2 separate regions of the Callithrix jacchus genome follow, and region 2 is linked to region 1. Evidence: chromatin contacts called from public Hi-C data. All regions are on one chromosome and are shown on one strand. Each heading gives the region's core, a stretch centred on a gene start, on an enhancer-like site or on the middle of the called end of the contact. The rest is flanking DNA. Distances are from core to core; before and after follow the strand shown.

Region 1 (4,487 bases), core at 387-2,886:
CACAGACTAAAAGCAGAAAAATTATATGATAAATTTCATAGATGCAGAGAAAGAATTTGAGAAAATTTAATACCCATTCATGATAAAAATTCTCAGAAAATTAGAAATATAAGAGAACTTCCGCAATCTGATAAGACTTTGTATAAAACCCATAGCTTGCATCATACTTAATGGTGAGAGACTAAATCATTTCCTACTAAGACTGAGAACAAGGCTAATATATCTTCTCTTAGTAGCATCTCTTCCATTCCAGCCAGTGCAAAAAGTCAAGAAAAAGAAATAAAAGGCACATATTTGGAGGAAAACCGAAAGCCATCTCTCTTTGCAGACAATATAGTTATATACATAGAAAATCACAGGATAAATACTTTCTCTCTCTTCCACCATCACTGACCATGGTCGTCTAGCATCTTGTTCTGTCAGATTTTAAAGGTAGATGGAAGAGGTGGTTCGTTAAGGAGTCTAAGGATGATCAGTCTTATTTTATATTCAGTGCTGCTGGCTGGTCCTGTTCATTTCTTGATAAATTCAGTTTCCTAGAAAACTCTGTCACAATTGCTCCCCTCTTACCTCTTTTTCCTTGCTTTTTATTTCATTGAAAGGAACATTTTTAAAACCATCTTCCTCATTATTTTATTTACCAAATCTGTCAATCTGCCTGCATCTATATTGGTGGACTCTGTCTTTGCTCCTGATAAGAATGGATGCATTCTTATTTAAGGTCACTTCCCCTCACATTGTGTACTGATCCCATCTCTGCACCCCTACTCCAGGATCTCATTTCTGAATTCTCATTTTTTCCCTGCTTCGTCAGCTTTTTCCTCTCTACTGGATTGTTCTCTTCAGCATGTGTTGATATTTCCCTATGTCTCCCTCTAGCTGCTGCACAATGTCTCTGTTCCCTTTTACAGCAAAACTCTTCAAAAGATGTTTGTGGTTACTTTCTCTACCTCTTCTATTCTTTTCTGAATCTGCTCCATTCAGGCTTTCAACAGTACTATTCCACTGAAGTCAACCTTGTCAAGATTAGCAAAGTCTTCCATGTTGCCAAATGCAGTGGTTAATTTTTCAGTCCTCATCTTACTTGACATGTCAGCAGCATTGGCACAATTGATCATGTCCTCCTAGGAGCAGTTTTTCCAACTGTCCCCTGGGATAACATCTCTTGGTTCTTCTGCCTTGCCAGCTGCTGCTTTTAAGGCTCCTTTGCTAATTCTTCCTTTTCCTGATTGTACTAACTGTGTTTCATTGCTTTGACATCTGGGGCCTTGCTGACCCTGGAGAGACTGCCTATCCCAGGAATAGCCATTCCTAGAGATAGTAAAGAACTTAGCCGCTGATAGTAAAGAACAGTCCATCCTCAGGCAGGCCTCACCTGTTGTGTTCTGGGGAAACCACAGTAAAGGTTTCCCACATTTTCCCCCATGTCCTCTGCCTCTTGACTGACACTGGTGCCTTCCTGTGTGGCCCCTCCTGGTATGTCATGCCCCCTCCCCTGGGGAACTGTGAGTTAAAAACTGTCTTTTTAGTTCCAGTTGTCTCCTGATCTGTTGGCCTCAGATTATTCAGACTGGGCTGTTCCTAAATAATGAAACCTACAATTTGAAGCAGTGACCTCTAAACACAGTAGAGGTCAGTCTTGGACTTCTCTTATTTTTCTGCTCTCACTTTGGATGTGCCCTCACCCAGTCATGTACTTAATATCGTGTCATGGTGATGGTTCCCAAAATTCAGGTACCTGTCTCCTCTTACCACCCTACACAAAATAGCACCTCCACCAACCCCTCACCTCTGCTTCCTTTGTTCTCCTTATCCCACCTGGTTTTTCCTTTCTACCTGACATCTGTTAGCAACATGAGACATCCCTTGGCCTCCTTAGTTTCTGAAGTGGTGATGGATTCACACTCTCTGGCTGGAGAGCTTAAGTTCAAGTCTGCTATTCCGATGTCCCAAGCCTACCCTTTGCACTCTTAACTTTTCCTCATCACATCCTCATGACACTTGGAGAGGAGGAAATACCACGTGGGTCAACAAACTTTTTTTTTTTAAATATTTCTCAAAAAGTTTTTGTGATGAAACTTGGCATAAGATTTGTATTGGCATTATAAGTGAAGAACATTTCCACTTATTACTTTAAACTGTTTTTGTAAAAAAGTGTTATGAAATCGGCTAGTCCTAGTCTTTGTGATTACTCATTACCTCCTCTCCCAAAGAAACACTGAGTCCTTCAAAATTTCCACTGTTTATAGACAAGGCTTCTTCCAGGTGTGGGAACAGATTGCTTATCTTTATCAGAGTACATCTATATTTAAGAGTAGTACAGGAATTTTAGCAAAAATTGGAGAACTAGGCCTGATTATATTAGCGTTTGAAATAGAACCATCTAATTAAATATTAAACATTAATACTCAAGTCCTCAAAATCAAATATGAGAAACAGTATCAGTAATATTTAATTTTACTCATTTTAGATTAATCTACAACCATACACTCTGGACTCTTAATGAAACCTTTCACATTCACAATTTATTCCTGTTTAGCACATTTTTTCTGCAAGCATAACTAGTAGCTGGATGCTGTGAAAAATTATCTTCTCCTGAGAAGGTGAACAAGTGTTTGTGTTGATGATATCAGAGATCTCCAGAAAAATCTAATTCTCATTCTTCCACCATCCCACTTCTTCTTTTTTCCATAGGAATTTGCTTTGTTAAGCAAAACAGACTTGTCCAGAATATAGACATCATGGGTAGGGGAAATAGGGAGATGTTGATCAAAGGGTACAAAGTTTCATTTATAAACTGAGCAAGTTCTAGAGGTCTAATGTACAGCATGAGTGGTGATGGGTGTGTTAATTTGATTGTGCTAATCATCACAGTGTATTCACAAATAATCATGTTGTACACCTTGGATACATATCATCTTCATTAATTACCTATTTTCAAATACAAAAATATCTTGGCTATATGCTAAGTGAGATGGGAAGTCATTCAAGGATTTTAAGTAGAGTATCGTGAACTAACGTACATCTTAGCAAGACTACGCTGGCTCCTGGGTCCAGGTAAGAGATGTTGTGGCTGGGCCCATAGTGGTAGTGATGGAGGTGGTGAGACATGGTCAGGTGAGAGAGATGTCCTGAAGGAAGAGCCAATAAGATTTCATGGTGGACACAAGGCAGAGTATGAGAGAAAGGGGTTCAAGGATGACTTCCAACTGGAAGGATGGAGTTGCCATCAATTAAGGTGAGGAAGACTATAGGAAAGGCTTTTGTTATTTTCCTTTTGGGTGGGAGTGGGCATAATGATAATGCATCCAGTTTGATGATTAGAGGGACGTGAGTGGAGGACCATTGGTTTTTGTCATCTCTGTATCCTCACAATGACACCCTTAGATATGGCAGACCTCTCAAACTTATAGAGACATCTGGCTAGAGCACCAGGACTCAGCACTCTCCCCTGGAGAATTACCAGATCTAGCTTGGGGTGTTGGTAAGCAGAGACCTTAAAAGGTAACCTGGGGGATTCCTAAAGGAGAGCATCTATTTGCATAAACCCTCAGGGATGGATCTTCCTTCCAGGGGTCACTCCATTTCTCTTCTCTTTCTGTCTTATGTCACTTGTCACTGTCATTACCTGCTGATTCCAGTAAGAGTTTCTTTATTTTCTTTCTCTAATCACTGAGAAACTAGACTCACAGCCCCCCCCACCTCTCTCTCTCTCTCTCTCTCTCTCTCTCATTCACTGAGCAGCACAGCCCCCTTTAGTAATAATGGAAAACATGCAGGTGTTATACTTGATTTTCCTCTGCTGCATCTGTTTTGTTATTTATTTCGATCAGATCAGTGAGAACTTTGTTTTTCCTGGGTTGCACTGAAGAGTGTTTACATACATAAAAACGGAATGTATTTAAATTTTGTAAAAGATACATTTGCTGGAGAAAGAGAGCCTGGTATTTTGGGGCATTTTGGCCTAGAGCTGAGGAGGGAGTTTAAGGTAAAAAGTGAGCGTAGTGGTGAAGGAGAAAGGAGAGTGGCCGAGTGTTGCCTTCTTTCTTCTTTCCCCCTTGCAGGCTCTTCCACCATTGCCTGTTACCACTAGTCCTGCCCTCATGACCTTCCTTTACACCAGGTGAGGTACAGATGCCTGCTGGTGCAGCAGGGCCTGGGTATGTTAGCAGGAAAGGAAGAACATTTCCAAATTCTAGAGCCCTCAATGGGCAGTGAGGAAAATTCCTGAAGGTTTGGAGTCTGGGGAAGAGCAGGACCAGATCTGGGTTTTAGAAAGGTGATCCTGGTATCTGTAGCCATCTGGGTACAAGAAGAGAAGTCAGAGACAAGCTTGTTAGAGGTGGTTAAAATAATTTGTTCAAGCGAAGCTGAGAGCCCAGATTATCAGCGAGGCTTGGTAGGGAAGGAAGGGAAGTGAGAAGATCTGGTGACTGCCCAAAGACTGGGAGTGAGGAGGTAAGGGATGGCTTTAGGGTGATCAGAAA
Region 2 (4,407 bases), core at 874-3,373, 200 kb after region 1:
CGACATCTGCTGGGAATATGGTGATGCTGTACAGAGTTTAAGTCAGAAACGCCTGTTCTTGAAGGGCTGGTTTCAATCACATGCCACAATGGGGCGCTATTGCAAGACATGGCTTTGCAGCTCTGTCTTACAAGGACATGGTCCAGTACATTATTGTTCTCCTACAATAGAATGCAGCCTTGTTTTTTTAAAATACAGAAATCAAGACGATGGAAAAGGAGCCGAACCGGGAAAGTTGAGGTTTGCACAGGTCTGTTGACTCCTAAGGAAATGAAGAGAGTGCTGGCAGGGAAAGGATGGAGAGGCAGGTCTCCAGTCTTCCTCCACTCCCACCCCTGGCCCTCAGGAGACGGTGCAGGTGCCCAAATGCGGCTGCCCAGCCACTGTCCTTCTCCAGCCTCACCTCCGGCTTCTGCTGCCTGTCCCTGCTCCACACCCCACACCTTCGCTCCACTCTAGCACAGTAAAATATCCAGGTACTCGCCTCCAGGTCTTTGAGCTAATTTGTTCAACAGCCAAGCACCAAGCGGGAACTTGGAGGCAGTAGGAGTCGCTGTGCTAAACACGGGTCTACATTCCAGAGCTAGTTCAGGAAGTGTGGTTCCAGAACGGGTGGAGCTTCTGGAGCAGTGGATGTGGGCTCTCAGACCTGGATCTCCTCTCTCCTCCTCACGTAACTAACTATTCTTCATGCCCCAGGTCTCAGCACTCCCAGGAAACCTGCACTGGCCCCTCGAGCCTACACCGGAATCCCGCCCCCCACAAAAACCAAGCACCCTCTTAACACTTGAGTTTTCCCCTCTCCAACTGAGTCAGAGCCTATGGACTAGTTGGCCTCCTCCCCACCTCCCAATACACTAGATGTCCCCTCAAGTACAGGCTGCCTTCTTTACCATTTATTTATCAGTGTTCATCGCAAAACCAGAACAAGGGAGGTACCTCAGTGGTGCTGGAAGAGCAATGGTAACCCAGGAAAGATGCATTTACACCCAGAGGTGCGACGGTGAGTGGCAGGAGACTCAGCAGCATTGTCACATCACAGAGCAAACCCTGCCTGCTGGGCCTCTGGGCCCTGGAAGGTAGAGATCACTGATGACCTGCTTGATTAAGTGTGGAGCCCATGGAGCTGGCTGGGGTGTCAGGGAGGTCCCTTCAGATGCCTCCCAGGGTTCGGGGGTCTGCCTGTCCCAGGAACTGGCAGCAATTCCATCACATTCCTGAGCACACATTGCTAAGATGAGTCCACGTTCACGTTCCCAGAACAGGTTCCAGGTGAACCATGCCAGAGGTCTGTGCCAGCTACGTTTGGTCTAGGAGGCCTGGGACCTCCATCAGCCCATTCTTCCTTGAGGCTCAGCAACAGTGTGGGACATTAGCCGAGCTGTGCTCAGAAGCAACACTCACTGATTAGGGCTGCTGAGAATACCATCCTCTGCTCACCTGTCAAGTAATCAAACCTCTTCACTGTCACCCTGACCATCCCTTCAGGGCTGATCACTTTGGCTGCTCACAGAACCCATGAGGACTGAGAATTTCCCAGATTCTCACAACTGAGCAGCCCTACTTCCCCAGCTCTTCATAAGCATCTGGAACGTGCCCAGGTGTGCCCGGTGTGGCCTCCATGGTCTGCCAGAGGAGTGGGCAGGGAGAGCACAAAGACTGAATCAGACAAAGACTAAGCTTTGTTTCCACCTCTTCTCCATCCTTCTTTTCCATATAAGAGTCTCAAAGCCAGATCCAGAAGGAAAAGTCAGCAGCATTTCACCATTCAGTTCCTTTTCTTGGCCCCAGTGTGTGCCCTGGGGCCCTTTTGTCCTTTGGGCTGGGTGGAGTGCGTGGCTACACTCTGCTGAAAAGGTCAGGGTCAAGATTCTGGGAGCGGCCCGTGGCACTAGAGGAACCCATGTTTTCCATTGTGCATTAAAATACCCATTTGCCTGCGGCTGAGCTTCCCCTCCGAATCAAATAGGTCAATAAGGACCAAGGACAAAGCACAAATAGGGCCTGGAAGCCAAGAGATGTCGATAAAAATGGAGATAAATGGGCATTTCAGAGCGGGCAGGCAGTGGGTGTGGGGCATTGTCCCTTCTCTGGCCGGCAGTGCCTGGCCACTTTGTCTCCAAACAGTGCTTCCATTTTGGAGATGCCAGATTGGTTTGGACCCAAAGCTTGACTGCTGTGGGGTGGGCTGAGGTGGGAGTGGGGAGGATTCACACAGAAAAAAAAGCATCCTCCTGGGTGATATATGTGTCAGTTCCTGCATTTCTTGCTCCCGTACAAAGCCCTCCTAATGTGCAAATCACCCCCTTTTGACCATGTTATTCTTCTTTTCCCTTAAGAAAATACGTTCCCAATCTTAGGGGTTTTTAGCAGTGCAAATGCTGGCATTTCAGAGCTGCTTTAGTGTCTTCAGCTAGAAGTTTTAAGAGCCCAGTCTTCGCTCATGATTTCCTCTGCCCCTTGGTTCATTTCATGAAGAGCTCCAATTGAAAGATCCCTGGAGCAGGAGTCAGGAAACATGGGTTCTGCTCCTGACCTACCATCTCTCTGCCACTGTGACCTTGGGCAAGCCATCATCTCTGAGTCGGACTTTCTAACATTCTGTGACTATGTAGAATCACAGGGTGGGAGGGGGCAGGGCTTAGTTAGTTCACCGGCTCACCATGGAATAATTGATTACGTATTGGTGACCTCATTCATGCATCCATCAAATATGCCAGGGATCGTGGCAGGCATGAAGATACAAACTGAAATAAGACCAGTCCCTGCCCATGAACAGGCAGCATGACATGATGGACAGAGCACGGATTTTCTGAGGACACAGCCAGGTCCCACCCCTAATTAGTTTTGTGAGCTCAGATACGTTTTTATAACCTCTCTGAGCCTTGGCTTTCTCATGTGCATCATGGGATTATTTTGTGGGTTGACCACCCATCCTGGTTTGCCTGAGGATGAAGGGTTTCCTGGGACACAGACCTTCCGGTACTAAAACCTGGAAAGTCTCAGGCATATCAGGGTATCGGTCACTTAGAGGACAGATGAACTGAAATGGACGAGCACCGTGCCCTACATCTAATAGCTGGTCTATAGACGTAATTACACACAAACATGCCCCTCACAACATAGTAAAGGAAAAATAATATGAAACAAATAGGTGAGCGCAAAAGTAATTGTGGTTTTGGCATTGTTGGAATTTGCCATTTGATACTGGAGTACATTTTTTTGAGATGGACTCTCCCTCTGTTACCCACACTGGAGTACAGTGGCATGGTCTTGGCTCACTGCAACCTCCGCCTCCTGGGTTTAATCAATTATCCTGCCTCCGGCTCCCCGAGTAGTTAGGCCAATAGGCACATGCCACCACACTCAGCTAAGTTTTTTTGTATTTTCAGTAGACACGAGGTTTCACCATGTTGGCCAGGCTGGTCTCGGACTCTTGACCTTAGGTGATCTTCCTGCCTCAGCCTTCCAAAGTGGTGGAATCACAGGTGTGAGCCACCACACCCGGCCACATTCTTAAATAAATGTGTTTATGTTATACATCATTTTAATGGGCATTGCTCGCTTAACACTTGTTTGCTAATGACTTATTACTTCCTGTTTATTTTAGGTGTATTTTAGACTGTAGAAATGATCGTAGACATAAAGCAAATTCGAGCAATTCTCTTATTCGAGTTCAAAACAGGTTGTAAAATAGCAGAGATAACTTGTAACATCAATAATGCATTTGGCCCAGGAACTGCTAACGAAGGTACAGTGCGGTGGCAGTTCAAGGAGGTGACAGCCTTGACGATGAGGAGCACAGTGGCCGCCATCAGAGGTTGACAGCAACCAATTGAGAGCCATCATCCAAGCTGATCCTCTTACAACTACACAAGAAGTTGCCAGAGAACTCAACGTTGACCATTCTGTGGCATTTGAAGCGAATTGGAAAGGTGACAAAGCCCGATAAGTGGGTGCCTCATGAGGTAATGAGAAATCAAGAAAAGCATCATTTTGAAGTGTTTTCTCTTATTCTATGCAACAGCGAGCCATTTCTCAATCGGACTGTCACATGCGGCAAAAAGTGGCTTTTATATGACAATTGGTGATGACCGGCTCAGTGACTGGACCGAGGAGAAACTTCAAAGCACTTCCCAAAGCCAAACCTGCTCCAGAAAATACAAAAGGTCATGGTCATCCTTTGGTGATCTGCTGCTGGGCTGATTCACGATAGCTTTCTGAACTCCAGCGAAGCCAATACATTTGAGAAGTACACTCAGCAGATGGATGAGACGCACCGAAAACCGCGACGCCTGCAGCCGGCACTGGCAACACAAAAGGCCAAATTCTTTTTCATGACAACCACACATTGCACAACCAGCACTTCCAAAGTTGAACAGATTGGGCTTACAAAGGTTTGCCTCA

What was found. Hi-C and Micro-C count contacts between places; a contact is called where the count stands out from the background.
Region 2: a Hi-C map of induced pluripotent stem cells shows a contact between it and region 1, with 4 times the contacts expected there. The contact joins two enhancer-like sites. A contact is called at or near these places in 3 of 3 Hi-C or Micro-C datasets (induced pluripotent stem cells and skeletal muscle).

Annotation. Positions count from the first base shown.
Region 1 is chr11:35,829,780-35,834,266 of calJac240_pri, forward strand. The region is part of intron 5 of RAPGEF5 (Rap guanine nucleotide exchange factor 5); the gene reads left to right. Among named protein-coding and RNA genes, the nearest start is that of RAPGEF5, 69 kb to the left of the region's middle. Within about 2 kb of position 1,637, at least 2 of the 16 cell types and tissues checked have an H3K27ac peak or open chromatin away from gene starts, as enhancers often do.
Region 2 is chr11:36,032,603-36,037,009 of calJac240_pri, forward strand. No RefSeq gene overlaps it. Among named protein-coding and RNA genes, the nearest start is that of CDCA7L, 180 kb to the right of the region's middle. Within about 2 kb of position 2,124, at least 3 of the 16 cell types and tissues checked have an H3K27ac peak or open chromatin away from gene starts, as enhancers often do.